Regions from separate parts of the Mus musculus genome. Here regions 2, 3 and 4 are each linked to region 1. Evidence: chromatin contacts called from public Hi-C, HiCAR-type and promoter capture Hi-C data. All regions are on one chromosome and are shown on one strand. The core of a region is the stretch at or near the end of the contact, and the rest is flanking DNA. Distances in the headings are between cores, read along the strand shown. Region 1 holds the start of Eny2 (ENY2 transcription and export complex 2 subunit). Region 2 overlaps Gm46505 (a long non-coding RNA gene). Region 3 holds the start of Rspo2 (R-spondin 2). Region 4 overlaps Eif3e (eukaryotic translation initiation factor 3, subunit E).

Evidence for each region. Promoter capture Hi-C pulls out the DNA fragments that hold promoters and counts their contacts. A called contact is a pair of places that touch in the nucleus more often than the background predicts. HiCAR-type assays count read pairs that join an accessible place to other places.
Region 2: a Hi-C map of the N1E-115 cell line shows a contact between it and region 1, with 5 times the contacts expected there. The contact joins the enhancer-like site here to the promoter of Eny2 in region 1. A contact is called at or near these places in 7 of 39 promoter capture datasets (the 3T3-L1 cell line, 3T3-L1-derived adipocytes, cranial neural crest and 3 more), 5 of 484 Hi-C or Micro-C datasets (the N1E-115 cell line, adipose-derived mesenchymal stem cells, cerebral cortex and 2 more), 2 of 115 datasets of contacts at active chromatin or transcription factors (the NIH/3T3 cell line and epiblast stem cells) and 1 of 9 other capture datasets (macrophages).
Region 3: a contact with region 1 is called in a HiCAR-type map of astrocytes, with 4 times the contacts expected there. The contact joins the promoter of Rspo2 here to the promoter of Eny2 in region 1. A contact is called at or near these places in 6 of 39 promoter capture datasets (the 3T3-L1 cell line, 3T3-L1-derived adipocytes, cranial neural crest and 2 more), 4 of 484 Hi-C or Micro-C datasets (cortical neurons and embryonic fibroblasts) and 1 of 115 datasets of contacts at active chromatin or transcription factors (astrocytes).
Region 4: a contact with region 1 is called in a promoter capture Hi-C map of embryonic stem cells, with 4 times the contacts expected there. The contact joins the enhancer-like site here to the promoter of Eny2 in region 1. A contact is called at or near these places in 10 of 39 promoter capture datasets (the 3T3-L1 cell line, the C10 cell line, the HPC-7 cell line and 5 more), 1 of 484 Hi-C or Micro-C datasets (embryonic fibroblasts), 4 of 115 datasets of contacts at active chromatin or transcription factors (astrocytes, embryonic stem cells and extraembryonic endoderm stem cells) and 2 of 9 other capture datasets (adipose tissue and liver).

The regions. Positions count from the first base shown.
Region 1 is chr15:44,426,381-44,429,559 of GRCm38.p6, reverse strand. Eny2 (ENY2 transcription and export complex 2 subunit) reads right to left here and starts at 1,449. Exons shown (of 5, transcript NM_175009.3): 1 at 1,318-1,449. The coding sequence starts at 1,323. Nudcd1 (NudC domain containing 1) reads left to right here and starts at 1,253. Exons shown (of 10, transcript NM_001113554.1): 1 at 1,253-1,898. The coding sequence starts at 1,784.
Region 2 is chr15:42,977,795-42,980,973 of GRCm38.p6, reverse strand. All of the region lies in intron 1 of Gm46505 (a long non-coding RNA gene), which reads left to right. Among named protein-coding and RNA genes, the nearest start is that of Gm46505, 3.9 kb to the left of the region's middle. Within about 2 kb of position 1,428, at least 3 of the 459 cell types and tissues checked have an H3K27ac peak or open chromatin away from gene starts, as enhancers often do. A contact at or near this core is called in the N1E-115 cell line, where this site is marked.
Region 3 is chr15:43,169,183-43,172,361 of GRCm38.p6, reverse strand. It overlaps Rspo2 (R-spondin 2), which reads left to right and starts at 1,544. Exons shown (of 6, transcript NM_001357956.1): 1 at 1,544-1,990; 2 at 2,367-2,631. The coding sequence starts at 2,538.
Region 4 is chr15:43,256,051-43,259,229 of GRCm38.p6, reverse strand. The region is part of intron 10 of Eif3e (eukaryotic translation initiation factor 3, subunit E); the gene reads left to right. Among named protein-coding and RNA genes, the nearest start is that of Eif3e, 25 kb to the left of the region's middle. Within about 2 kb of position 1,434, at least 1 of the 459 cell types and tissues checked has an H3K27ac peak or open chromatin away from gene starts, as enhancers often do. A contact at or near this core is called in embryonic stem cells, where this site is marked.

The sequences.
Region 1 (3,179 bases), core at 200-2,699:
CTGGACATCAACATGCATTTTGAGATACATAATATTTAGAAAAGTGTTTCCTTCTAAGACCTCTCTAGACAATCATCCTAATACATTGAACATTATAATAAGGAAAGGATGATAATTTTAAGTACCTTACATGGTATTATTATTCTTAGTACTATTTCCTGTATCCCAATTCCCTTCCCTCATAAGCTCTTTATTGTTTATTTTCTTTGTCTTTTTAAAAAGGGAATAACTACTATTATAATACCATTAAGCACTTATGTACCTAAAACTGAGAATATTTAACCCCCAAATTTGCTCTAATGACACAATTCCATTTTACAGATGAGAACACTGAGGCACAGAGACAGAATGTGAAGTCAGGTACTTGGAGTCCCACCTTATTTAATTGTACACTAATATCTGACTGGCGTTCATTTCTGCATCTTAACTGCATTCAATTTCTGGGTAAGCCATAGCATGCACACTAATAAAAGATACGACTATGAAAAATGAAATAAGACTATGTGCTTGCTTTACCCAATAAACTTCACGGAGAATTACAACTGCTACCCTAGCTTTGGATTTCATATCCTTATTTCTGAAGGGTAAGTAAGAAAACGAATTTCAAACTAGTCTTTGAGAAATTCTTCATTTTCAATAAAAAACAGACAACCAATGCCAAAATAGGTGTAGGGGAAAAAAAAAAAAAGCAAGGTTAACTTTTGAGCGCATTTTTGCCATTTAAAAGTCAGGTTTAAGTTAATGTTTTCCTACTTAGTGTGAATCTTCTTTTGTAATTCTCCGTCTTGTCTGTATGGAAATTCAGACTACAAAGAATTTTCAGAGTTGGGCTGCGCAAGAAGCAGGTGAACAGAGGGTTAATAACTAGGCAACGCTTTACTTCTGTAGTTGGGGCTTAACATTTCCAAATTAACTGCAAAAGTTTAGACAGTGTCATAGCAAGAACAGCAAAACTTCGTCTCGTCTTGGCCCCTAAAATCACGGATAGTGACCTTGGGCAAGTCACTTAATGCCTAAAGGCCTCAGTTTTCTCACTGGTAAAACCAGGGCGCTAGGGACTCCCTCCCGGTTCTGACATTCTTTAGGAAAATGCAACACGGCGCAGACAGCTGGAGAGGCGGGAGGGGAGGAGCCAGAAAACAAAGCGGGGACTGGCTCCCGGCCAACTCCAGCAGCACGCCCTGTCGGAGAGCCCTACAGGCCCGCGAGCGAGCGAGCGAGCGAGCGCGGGTCGGGGAAGCTAACGAAAGACAGCACATCGAAAGGAGCCTGGGCTGGGCCCGGGTCCCGGCCCTGAGGACCACGGGCATAGCTCACCACCATCACCGCGGGCGAGGGCCGTCCCTTCCCAGCGACGAAATGACCCTTGCGCTGACGACCGTTACCTACCACACTCTTCGGCTGCCCGGACTTAGACCCTCAGTAGCTCGGGCACCTAAGCACACAGAAAGCTAGACCACGCATTTCCGGGGCGGGATCTGGCCACCCTGCCTATAATGTGAGAATTCAACTAGCGCGGGCCGCCTTCTGGTCGCTCGGCCCTCTGGGTAAGGAAGTCCAGAGTCTGTTAGCTGACGTGGGTTCAGGGATCAAAAAACTACATTTCCCAGCATTGCAACAGAACCAAATTTCTCATGGACACTACACTTCCCAGAAGAGACGTGGCGCCGCAGAGTCGTCTGGGATGGGAACCACGCCGTTTCCCAGCCTCAGTTCCAGGAGTGAAGCGCGGACCTTTCAACAAGAGCTTTATTGATTCTCTTGCTGGGATCGGGGGAACGCGATGGAGGCGGCCAATTGCTCTCTGCGGGTGAAAAGACCTCTGCTGGATCCCCGCTTCGAGGGCTACAAGCTGTCTCTCGAACCGCTGCCCTGCTACCAGCTGGAGCTTGATGCAGGTGGGATCGGCGGCACCCTCTCGCACCCGGTTCCTTCTTGTTGAGGCTGCCATTGGCGCAACCCTCTGTCACTCCGGCTAGCCAGCCACCTCCTGCCGGTCTGCACCTAGAGCGGCCGTCCACGCGGGGACCCGAGGATGCCCCCTTTCCTTCCGCGCCTTAGCCGCGGCACTGTGGGCTGGCCTAGGCGTCCGCAGCTCAGGCTCGGATGTTCTCCGCCCATACATCTCTGGCTCCTGCTCTGAAGGTTCAAGTTGTCCTTCCTTCCCAAACCTTACCTTTAGTAAACGTGTTCGCTGAGAAGCCACACCTCCTTGGAAAGTCCCCAACTCCCTTTTTCCTTCTGACGCAGAATCATTTCTTGGGAGAGAAAAATTTCCACATTCAGTTAGCAGTTTCAAATACTCGGGTCCTGGATCATGCTACAATTTATTGAGGGCAAGTGATTTAGTGCGCTTACTGTTGCTTGCTGCTACTACTTATTTATCTGTAACTTCCTAGAGGCTATTCTCCTTTTTACAACCATAGGAATTGTAGTTTTGTTAGGGAAAGTGTCCAGGGATTTGTGTTTTTAAATACATGTCTCTGCAGATTCTTATTTTGATACAAGTTTTCCATAGGTTGTACTTTGAGAAATAGTGATCTAGAGGTGTTAGTCGACGTTTGAGTATCAAGCGTTACTTATGTATGTATCTATGTATCTTTTCTCTAGATTGTATCTAGATTGTAGGGAGTCTATTCTTGACTGTCCTGGCACTTGCTTTGTAGCCCAGGCTGGCCCAGAACTCACAGATAACCAGCTGCCTCTGTGCTGGGATTAAAGACATAAACAAGTAGACCAACAAATGCTTGGGTTTTTTGTTTGTTTGTTTGTTTGTTTGTTTTTAAAGTTTCTTAAGTGTAAAAGTAATTGTTGTGGGCCTGTTTTGTGATTCATCGAGATGATTACGTGATTGGTATAATCATGAGTACCTAATAAATCATAATCCATTCACTAATAAACATCTAATTACAGTATGGGCAAGTAGTGAGAGGAACGTGAGCAAATGTAATGGTCTAACTGAGTATGTTTTCTCAACTTGTTTGGAGACCTGGGAAAACTTCCGGTAGGAGTTGATGAGGGACTTGAGTTGTGAAGGAAAACAGGTAGCTGTTGGCTGGTATAAGAGGAGAGGTGCTTCCTTCTTTTTGTTCTTTCTCTTGGACGTTTTTTGTTGCTTTTCTTTCTGTGTCAATAAATGATCCGGCCATGTTTAGTTAGCCAATTGATTGGAAACAAAA
Region 2 (3,179 bases), core at 179-2,678, 1.4 Mb after region 1:
TTGATGAGGTTATGAAACTCAAGCATGGTCTCATCTCATGTCACCACAAAATAAAGATGTTCATTGCACAACAAGATAGCATGAGAAGGAACGCATTCACATGTCTTTTAATAAAATACAGTATTAGTTATATTTAATCATTATTGCTGTTTTTAAAACGAAATCCCAAACATTTGGTTTTACCAAATGAAGACTCAGGATGCTTTGATGAAAGCCTGTTAGTCCAGAGAGGCAGAGAAAAAAACGAGCTAACCTTCTTCAACCCAGAAGGGGAAAATACCCAAACCAAACCAAACCGAACCAAACCAAACCAAACCAAACCAAACCAAACCAAACCAAACCAAACCAAACCACCACCACCACCACCACCACCACCACCACCAACAACAACAACAACAGTTCTTTTCCATACTCCCTTTAAAACCCTCCAAGCCAAATGTCCCTCCTTTCTACTTCCTGTGCATCTCATTATCTGTTCTCCTGATTTCCTCTCACATTTTGTGCTTCCTTTCCCCATCCCTATGTCAACTGATTATTTGCTCTGCCTCTTGACGTATGGTTGACTTTATTCAATCTTCTTTACAATAAGCTCTTTGATTAAAGGTGTGTTCTAGGGCTGAGCCACACCACACCTAGAGATTTTTCCAGTGTACAATCTGGAGGTTCACAGTATGATCAGATATCCTGCTACATTGTTCTCTTCTTCTCTAGCCCCTTATAGCTCTCATCTTCCTTCCTCTCTATGCAGGCCTTTCCCAACTTGTAACAAATTGCTTGTTTCAGGAACTAGAGTTGCCAAAATTAAAGCTAACAACTAGACTTTCAAGCCATGAACATTATTTCATACTGTTTTTTTGTAGCTCTTAGAGCTGGACACATAGCAAACTGAACAATCTGTTGCTGAGTTTAACTGGTGAAATTGTTAGAACAATTGTATAGTTGAGAACTTTCAATAGGCATGTCTTCATGGTAAGCATGTAATGTACACGATCAAATTACACATTTAAAACAACCATATGAAATATTAATGTACCTATTTTAAAAATAGAATTAAAATTCAAAAACATTAATACTGCACTCTTGGGAAGGTATGTCACAATTCAGATCCTGATCTGACTTACAACTAGGATTGCTTTCCCTACCATGCCACATTGTCCCCTAATTACATTCATGCCTATGATAACCTAATTACCCAGCATTGCACATAACCACAGATGTCTACGTTTACCTTAATAGACATGAATAATTTGTATCCTATTTATTGAATTATCTGAAGTTCCAAGCTGAACATTTTGCTTACATTCTAATCACAGTTGCAAAGTATTGTCATAGCGGATGGACATGTTCTCAGCATCAATGTCACTGTGAAACAATGAAAGAAAGAAAACCCTGCTAGGACAGAATTAGAGTAATCATTGAAATCATTAGAAGCATTAGCAGTTTATTCTGAGCCACATCAAGGAGAGTCACAGCCTGCAAGCTGAGCAGACGGAGCTGTATCCGCTATAATCATATTAGGGATGGTGAGGAATTGCACATTTATTGCATTATGCTTTGAGATCATGTACAACATTTAAGCAAGGGAAGGTCTGTTTTTTTTTGAATGATATTAGTTTCAAGCTAAATTCAATTTTTGAAAAGCAAACAATGCACAGTGTATTTAAACCCCAGTTAAAATGAAATCTTCACTTTGTACCTAACAATATATTTTTATTGGAAATTCAAAAATCTAAACCCCCACTACTCCAGCCTAAAAACTGATCTCGATTCAGTGGTGACTCTGATGCTCAGCTCTTTAATTTGGACTTTGCTGACAGCTGATTTCAATTTTTGTCTGTTTATGGAAGAAAATTAAAAGAACACACTCTCTATGATCCAGTGGTTCTTTGTGGTGGAGTGAGTCCTGTTCAGCCCTAAATGAAAACCCAGACACTTGTCACTAGAACTAATCCTTATGTAAACATGATTGCATTATAGGCAGAGCCCAGAGAGGCTGCAAGACACAAATGGAAGTATGCCACTTTCCTGGGCACTTTAGGGTCAATGTCTTTGTTATTGCAATTTCTACATAATGAGTTTGCAATAATCCACAAGGGACCCAGGAGCTTCTACTGATTGGCTTTGGGTATATGCCTATGGAAGAGTCAGAATTTTTAGTGTGTGTAAGAACATCTTCTGGGATGTCAAATACTTTGACAAAATATATGATTAAGCTGCATGGCAGGAGACTTGATTTTAAGTAAAAATAAACCAACAGGATAGCAATGCTATTTTTAGACTTTCAGAACAAATTAATGAACTAGGAGTGGTGTGCCTACAGGAAATCCAAGCACTAGAGAATCTGAGGCAAGAAGATCGTGAGCAGCATGAGCAGAGGTGGTAAAACAGAGAAGATCAGAAAAGAAGCTGGTGTGTCTGGAGCTGGTGTGAGGCAAAAGGCTTGAGTACTGAGATGACAGTGGTAGATGCTGGTCAGGTGTGAAGCTGCAAAAGGACGTAGCACCCCTTTTGTGCAAGGAGGGGATATAAGGTCAGTGTGACTTCTCTGTGGATTGGAAGAAACAAGGCAAGGCAGTGAGACAGGAAAAGATGCTGTTTGAGTTGTCTCAGTGGGCGCCAAGAATGATGTAGGGTAGGATATCAATGGAGAGAGTAAAATAAGCCGAGTTGATTTGTATATGAGGCAAAAGTAAAGAGTCTCTATATGCCAGTTTTAGTCTTCGCGACTCTCAGCGCAAGCTAAAGGACAGATCTTAAACAGAAAGTTGTCCTTGAGAATAGTAAGTGCGAACAGAATAAACAGGAAACCTGAAAGCATGTGGAACAGGGAACCAACCCATAGGGAAACTACATGTAAAGCCTTGACATCTAATAGATTGTCAGCTATTAATATTAAAGACCCTTGTGTCTATTTCATGTGTGTCTCTGAGTTTATTGGTGAAGAAATGAGTCCTCCAAGGTTAAACTTCAGAACGTGTGGGTAATCACCAAAATCACTCGGACATGAAGTCAATAATGGCATATGTTTGCGGTAGTAAATAAGAAGCAGGGATCTATCCACCACACTTTCCTAATTAAGAGAGGTTGCTGTTGACTACAAAGTTTCTTGCTTGAGCGCCTGTGTGGACAGCAATGTCAGTGATTAAAATAAAGAGCGATGTAGGAGAAACAGATTGAGG
Region 3 (3,179 bases), core at 295-2,794, 1.3 Mb after region 1:
ACACACACACACACACAAACACACACACACTAAATATATATTTTTTTAAATAAAAGTTGAGGATTTGAGAAGCTGGGTCAAAGTAACTGCTTCCAAGTGTCCTGTCAGAAGTTTGCACCCTGTGGGCAAGTCTCATGGCTCAATTTTCTTATCAAGGAAACGGCACCAGTAACTTCAACTCTGGCTCACTTAGTCGTTCTCAGGGACCCCAATTCCTAGAACAGAAATATCACAGCCAAATAGTGGAGTGATTAATAAACATGGCTATTAAAGCCCCCATTACTTCTATATGATTCTTCAGTTCAAATTTCTGAGCCCATGCAGAAACTGAAGGAACAAAAGGGAGAATTGAAATAGTACAAAATGTTATTAAGGAGCCTGGGCTGGGCATGTGTTTGTAATCCTAGCTCTTAGGTGGTGGAGGCAGAGGGATTGGGAATTCTAGGTCAGCCTTACTAGGATGAGTTCCAGGTTGGCCTGGGCTACAACCCAATCTCAAAAATAAAACCAACCAACAGCCACTAAAAAGCTACAGTAACAACGTGCCTAGTAACACATTTAAAGAGACGTCTATATTGCCACGTCTAATATTATAGATTCTTATCTTTTGCTCAAAGAAGACATACATTATTTCCCTATATTGCCAAGTCTAACATTATAGATTCTTATCTTCTGTTCAAAGAGGAAATACATTATTCCCAATAGCAGTGAATGTATGGCAGACGATTTCACTAGATTAAAATTGGTAGCACCTAATGTTTTTAATGAGTGATATAGTAAGTAGTTCTCCAACTCAGGGCATTTGAAGTTTAATTCAGACCTTGGGAAACAAAGGAGGGGTAAAGATTAAGAACAAAACAAACTAGTGGTAAACATTCGATTTCTGAAGAAGAAAGCTCCCAATTTTTTGAGTATTGCAAAGTATCACATATGTTTGTGAAATCTGTTGGGAAAAAAATAAAGTAAAGGAAAAAAAACAGCTGTGTGGAAAGGTAAAGGCAATGGGAAATACTAAACTTACTCCTTAAACTGAGCATGCGTTTCAATTTCTGGGGACGTCTGCCTTCAGAGCAGGGCTAGGATTTAAATTTTGGGAAAAGGGCAGAGGTTTGTCTTCTTGTTTTTTTTTTTTTTTTAAAGGCTGAAGTGTTTTTTCAGAAGCAGCAGTCTCATCCTGGCACTCAGGAGGAAAGTAGAAGGTACCTTCAGTTCCCCATCAAATTCTTCTGGAGAAAGGCTAATTGGTGAGGTGGGAATCGACTCCATTGTTCCCGAGAGGACACCTTGGGTGTGAACAGCAAGGGCAGGCCATATCGCTCACCCTAGGTGCTCTTCAGTTTAGACCATCCCTCTGGGAAAGCCGGGTGAGCATTATTTTTCTTACACGAAGCTCTCTGCATGCCGTCAGTACTCTTTAGGACCTCAGGGAAACCCGAGCGTTTCTGGCTTTAGGACCCAGGAACTCTGAGGCAGCCTGGCTTTAGATGTCTTGGACCACAGCACCACCTACTTATAGAAGCATCCCGAGCCTTAGCTTGTCTGCATCTCCATCGGAAAGTGCGCTGGCTACATCCCTTCGGCCTCCGGGCAGTGTTCTGTCTCCCTTAGCTCAGGCAGCGAGAAACTTCAGCTGCGAAGTGGTGGTGGAGAGAGCCCTGGGAGCAGCGACTGGACCCGGACACCAAGAAGAGAGTGGACGCGCCCCTCGACTAGGAATCGCTCTCGCAGGCGGAGACCCAGCATCTCAGCGCCTGCGGTCGCGCTTGCCCGGCCGCGCGCTTTTGCTAGGCGCCGCCAGCCCCGAGGACCCTCGGGGTCCGCGGACCCTTCTGCAGCCGGCGGAATCCTAAAGCTGCCAAGAGCTCCCGGCGGGTGTCCGCAAACTTTTTCCGAGCCCACGTGCTGACCAAACAGCCCGGCTCGCTTCCAGAGCCTGGCATGGAGCGCCGCGCCTAGGCACGCCGTGCAGCCCGAGAGACGCGAGCGCACGGTAGGCGATCTACACCTGGTGCTGGGGCGCTGGGATAGCCCATCCGGGGAGCGAAAGGCTTCAGAGCGCCCCTTGAAAGCCCTGCGCTCGGCTGCTTCTAGAGCGCCTTTCCTTCTGCAGAGCTCGCACAACGCCCTTTCTCCAGGGTCAGAAGGCAGTGCTCCGCAGAGGTTGCTAATTCACTGATTGTAATCACCTTCCTCTCCAAGTCTCCTGCAGCTGTGCCATCTGCGTTAAACTGCTGCGTGGATCGTGCCAGTGAGTTCGCGTCCTCCCTCCCTCCTTTCTTTAAACTAAGAGGCGCGAAGGTGCAGGTACCTCCTCCGGGTTCTCTCAGTCCTCCACCCACCCAGCTTCTCTTTTCCTCCTCTCCCAGGTTCACCGTGGAGGGAGAGATGCTCATCGAGCCAAATTGATCATTGCAGCCGCAGGGCAGTGACATCTGTCTCTAAGTCCTCCCTAGGAGCGCGACCCGCACTGTCTCCTTCCAGGAGCCCGTCATTTCCTCGACTTTTGAGAGGTGTCTCTCCCCAGCCCGACCGTCCAGATGCGTTTTTGCCTCTTCTCATTTGCCCTCATCATTCTGAACTGTATGGATTACAGCCAGTGCCAAGGCAACCGATGGAGACGCAATAAGCGAGGTGGGTCGCGCTCGGCTGAAGGTGCGTGGAGTTCCTGAGTGGGTGGGAGTGCTTATTCACATTTAGGCTTTAGGGACTCGAGGGACAGGACTGTGCTCTGCACCCCAGTTTTTGTGTGGGCTACCACTGACCATTCTCAGGGTCACAGAACTCCACAGAAAGCTTCCTTCTGTCCCTAGTGGGTGCGATGGGACCTTAGAAGCATTGGGAGCTTGATGTGCTGGGCTTCCCTCCCGCAAGCGCCCAGGGATTTATCATGTGGTTCACAGTCTGTGCCACCTCTCCTGAACTCTTCTTTGGATCACATTTCTTATGTGGCACCATTTTTCTAGTTTTCTCCTTTTGTCTTCTTAATCATCTTCCTTGAAGTCCAAGTGTCTTTAATTTCCCGACCCACGTGTGCCCTAAATCCTGCTCCAGATAATTTTAGACATGGTCTGGCGTGTGTGTGTGTGTGTGTGTGTGTGTGTGGAGGGGGTGTTGTTGGGGAGAAATGTCAAGTTGCATGGGAGAACCTGAGTTGCGGAGAAAAAAAAAAGCTACACTGT
Region 4 (3,179 bases), core at 185-2,684, 1.2 Mb after region 1:
ATAGAAAATTTTAAGTCTTGTCAGTTGAATAAGCCTAGGAAAACGTAGAGCTTTCTGTGGTTCTGATGGACATGCTTTGTATCTTCATTGTTTTACCTGGGTCACTAGTAACAATACATGCATTTCAGGGTCTAGAACCACAGCTTTCAAATGTTGAGTGTGCATGTGTGTGCTGGCCTGCATGTGAACAGTTTGGAGAATATCACATGCAGTCTTACTTATAGATGAAATTTTGTATGCATGCAAATTGGGCCTTTTTCAGGCTGTTCATATACATTTTTGATGACACTCGAGACTTGTAGAAATATGACTCTGTGTACTCTCCTGTTACTTAGCTGGAAACTTAAAGGTTTGATGTAATCATGGATTACCAGACTTAGGCTGATAGTCCTCTCATACATTGTAGTGTTCCGCACTAGGAAGTGTTTTGTTGGGAACAGTTTACATTTTTAGATATAATGCTTGTATAAATTGATGAGTTAAAATATATCGGTTGAGCTGAAGAGTAAACATGAAATCTTTGTCAGCTGGTAACTGTATCACAAAATCTCTAGGGTTTTTTGGTTTTGTTTTGTTTTGTTTTTGACACACACAGTTGTGATCTGGACACACATAGTTGTGATGTGTAACAGAGCTGCTGTGCCGTGCTTGAGGGCTGATTATTCCAAAGCACAGCCAGAATGGAAAAAATCATACCCCATCACTTAATTTTTTATCCATGTAAGTTATATCTCTTTAGAGTAATGAAGTTATAGACCAGTAACATTCTATCTTTAGTATGTTGAATATAGAAAGCTTTTTCATGTGTTGGAAAGCTGTTTTACTGAATTTGAATAATAGCAACTGAAAGTAATATGAGATATTTATAGTAAGATTTTACAAATGCAGCAGATCTCTAATTCAGACTCCAATGATTTATAATCCATTTAAATGAACAACAGAACTAACCTTTATCTTTAACAGTACACAGGGAGAAAAAGCACTTATTCTGTGATCTAGTTTTCAAACTTTGCTGTATATTCAAGTCATCATGAGAAGTTTTATATATATAGCAACTTAAATAGAATTGGTTTTTCTGGCTTCACCCAAACCTTTTGAATCAAAACAGAACCAACAATATAGCTTTTCAAAGAAGCATTGCCAGTGTTAGCCAGTCAGGATCAAGTACTGAATATCCTCACAGGAACTGAAGTGTGGAAGAAGAAGCAGATACTAAGTGCACAAATACATTCAGGTTTAAAAGTTTTCACTAATGTCTTAGTGTTACTTTTCTTATGCTGTGATGAGGCACCGTGGTGGAGACAATTAAGAAACCATTTAACTGGGGGGCTTGCTAGCATACAGTTTCAGAGAATGGCCATCCTGATGGCGAGCGTGGCACTAGGCAGCAAGGCATAGTGCTTAAGCAGTAGCTAAGAGCTTCCAGTTTACCCTCAGGCATGAGGCAGTGAGAGCACTGGGCCCAGTGCTATGCCCTTTGAAACCTTAAAGCCCACCCACCCCTAGTTACACACATTCTCCCACGAGGCCACACCTCCTAATCCTTCCAGAAGAGTCAACAGTCTAGGAACCTAACATTCAATTGTGGTGCCCATTCTCATTTAAACTACTTTAGTAGATACTTGGAGAAATATGGAGTCATAGGAAAAATTATATGAATATATATTGTATATTGGAAAGCCCGGAGAAATAATTGAGATGAAAGTTTTGGTCAATCCTAAATTCTTTGTACCTGACACTAGACTTTCTGTAAATGGTTAGTGCCACATTATCTTTTTCTTTTTCTTAGTCCATGCTGGCCTGTTTTGACTTTCTAATTAGTGTATGTTCATATTCTTTCTAATTTCTTCCTTTTTTTCTTTTGTGGGTTGGGAAGATGTGTGCATTTCTGGCTTCTTTTTCATTCAAATGGATGTATTTCAGTTGCTGAATACAATACCTTTATAAGGCTCATTGTTTATTAAATAACTTTATACTTGCGATTCAAAACATTCATTCTTAATACACTGTCTAACATAAATTATGCAACATCTGTCAGGAAAGATAGTGTGGTGGGGGTTTAATTTAATATAGCTTACTATGTTGTGAGATATATGTGTCTGACATTTAAAAGCTGTTGTAAAATTGTTCTTGGACTAGTTTTCAACAGGAGATAAAACAAAGAATGGAAGCAGTATTTTGAATGCATAAGATAAACATGTTGGATTGTACACTAATAATTTCTCAGGGGGATAATTTGTCTATTTCCAACTATTTTTGCGTTGTTAGCATTACAACTCAGTCTGCTTCGTTTATTAAATAAAATTAGACCTTAACATTTTCCTTAAAGTTATTATAACCACATAAGAATTTATATTTAAAATCACATTTATTGGGAATAAAGAAATATAGTTAATAGATAGTAGTTTCAGAGGCCATTATCCTCTCATTTCTGTGTTAGTTTTAATATAAGGTTATATGTTTCAGTTGTTACATTCAGCATTTAGTGTTTCTGAGCTTGCTGTGTCTGCCGGCTCTCACAGTTAACAGTAGCTTCTATTTAGCCGATTCCTTTAGTTAGTTCTCATAGCATACTCTTAGAGATACACAGGCCTTCTCTTTCCATGTATTGGCTGCAGTCTTCAGTGAAAACCAGACCACAGATTTCCATATCGTAACACTTACTCAGTAACATTGGAAATAAATTATGCTTGTCAACTAAAATTTGGAAAACCAAGTTATGAGATAGTTATTAATATCACATGTGAAATCCTGGATCAAAATCTGCAGTAAGATGGACAGAATAATGACTTGGGGGTTTACAGGAGAGAGAGAGAGAGAGAGAGAGAGAGAGAGAGAGGCGGTCATCAAGACCTGGTATTGATGACTTGATAGATAATCAATGTGGAATCAATAAAACACAACTTAGGTCACTAGATCAAGCTTTATATCTAAGGCTTATAAGTGGGGCCACCCGTATGGATCAATTCAAAGAAACAAAACAAAACAAAAAATCCGGTTTGTGCTGGAAGCGTGAACAATCTTCTTACTTAAAGCAACTGAATTGAGCGTTTGTCTTTGCTTCATGTTGATGATTCTTTGCTTAGTGTACTTATTAATTTTTGTTTCTGTATAACAGGTAAACTAGTCAACTTAAAAGATATATGAAGCAATTTCAGAGAAAATATTAAGGTCCTTTT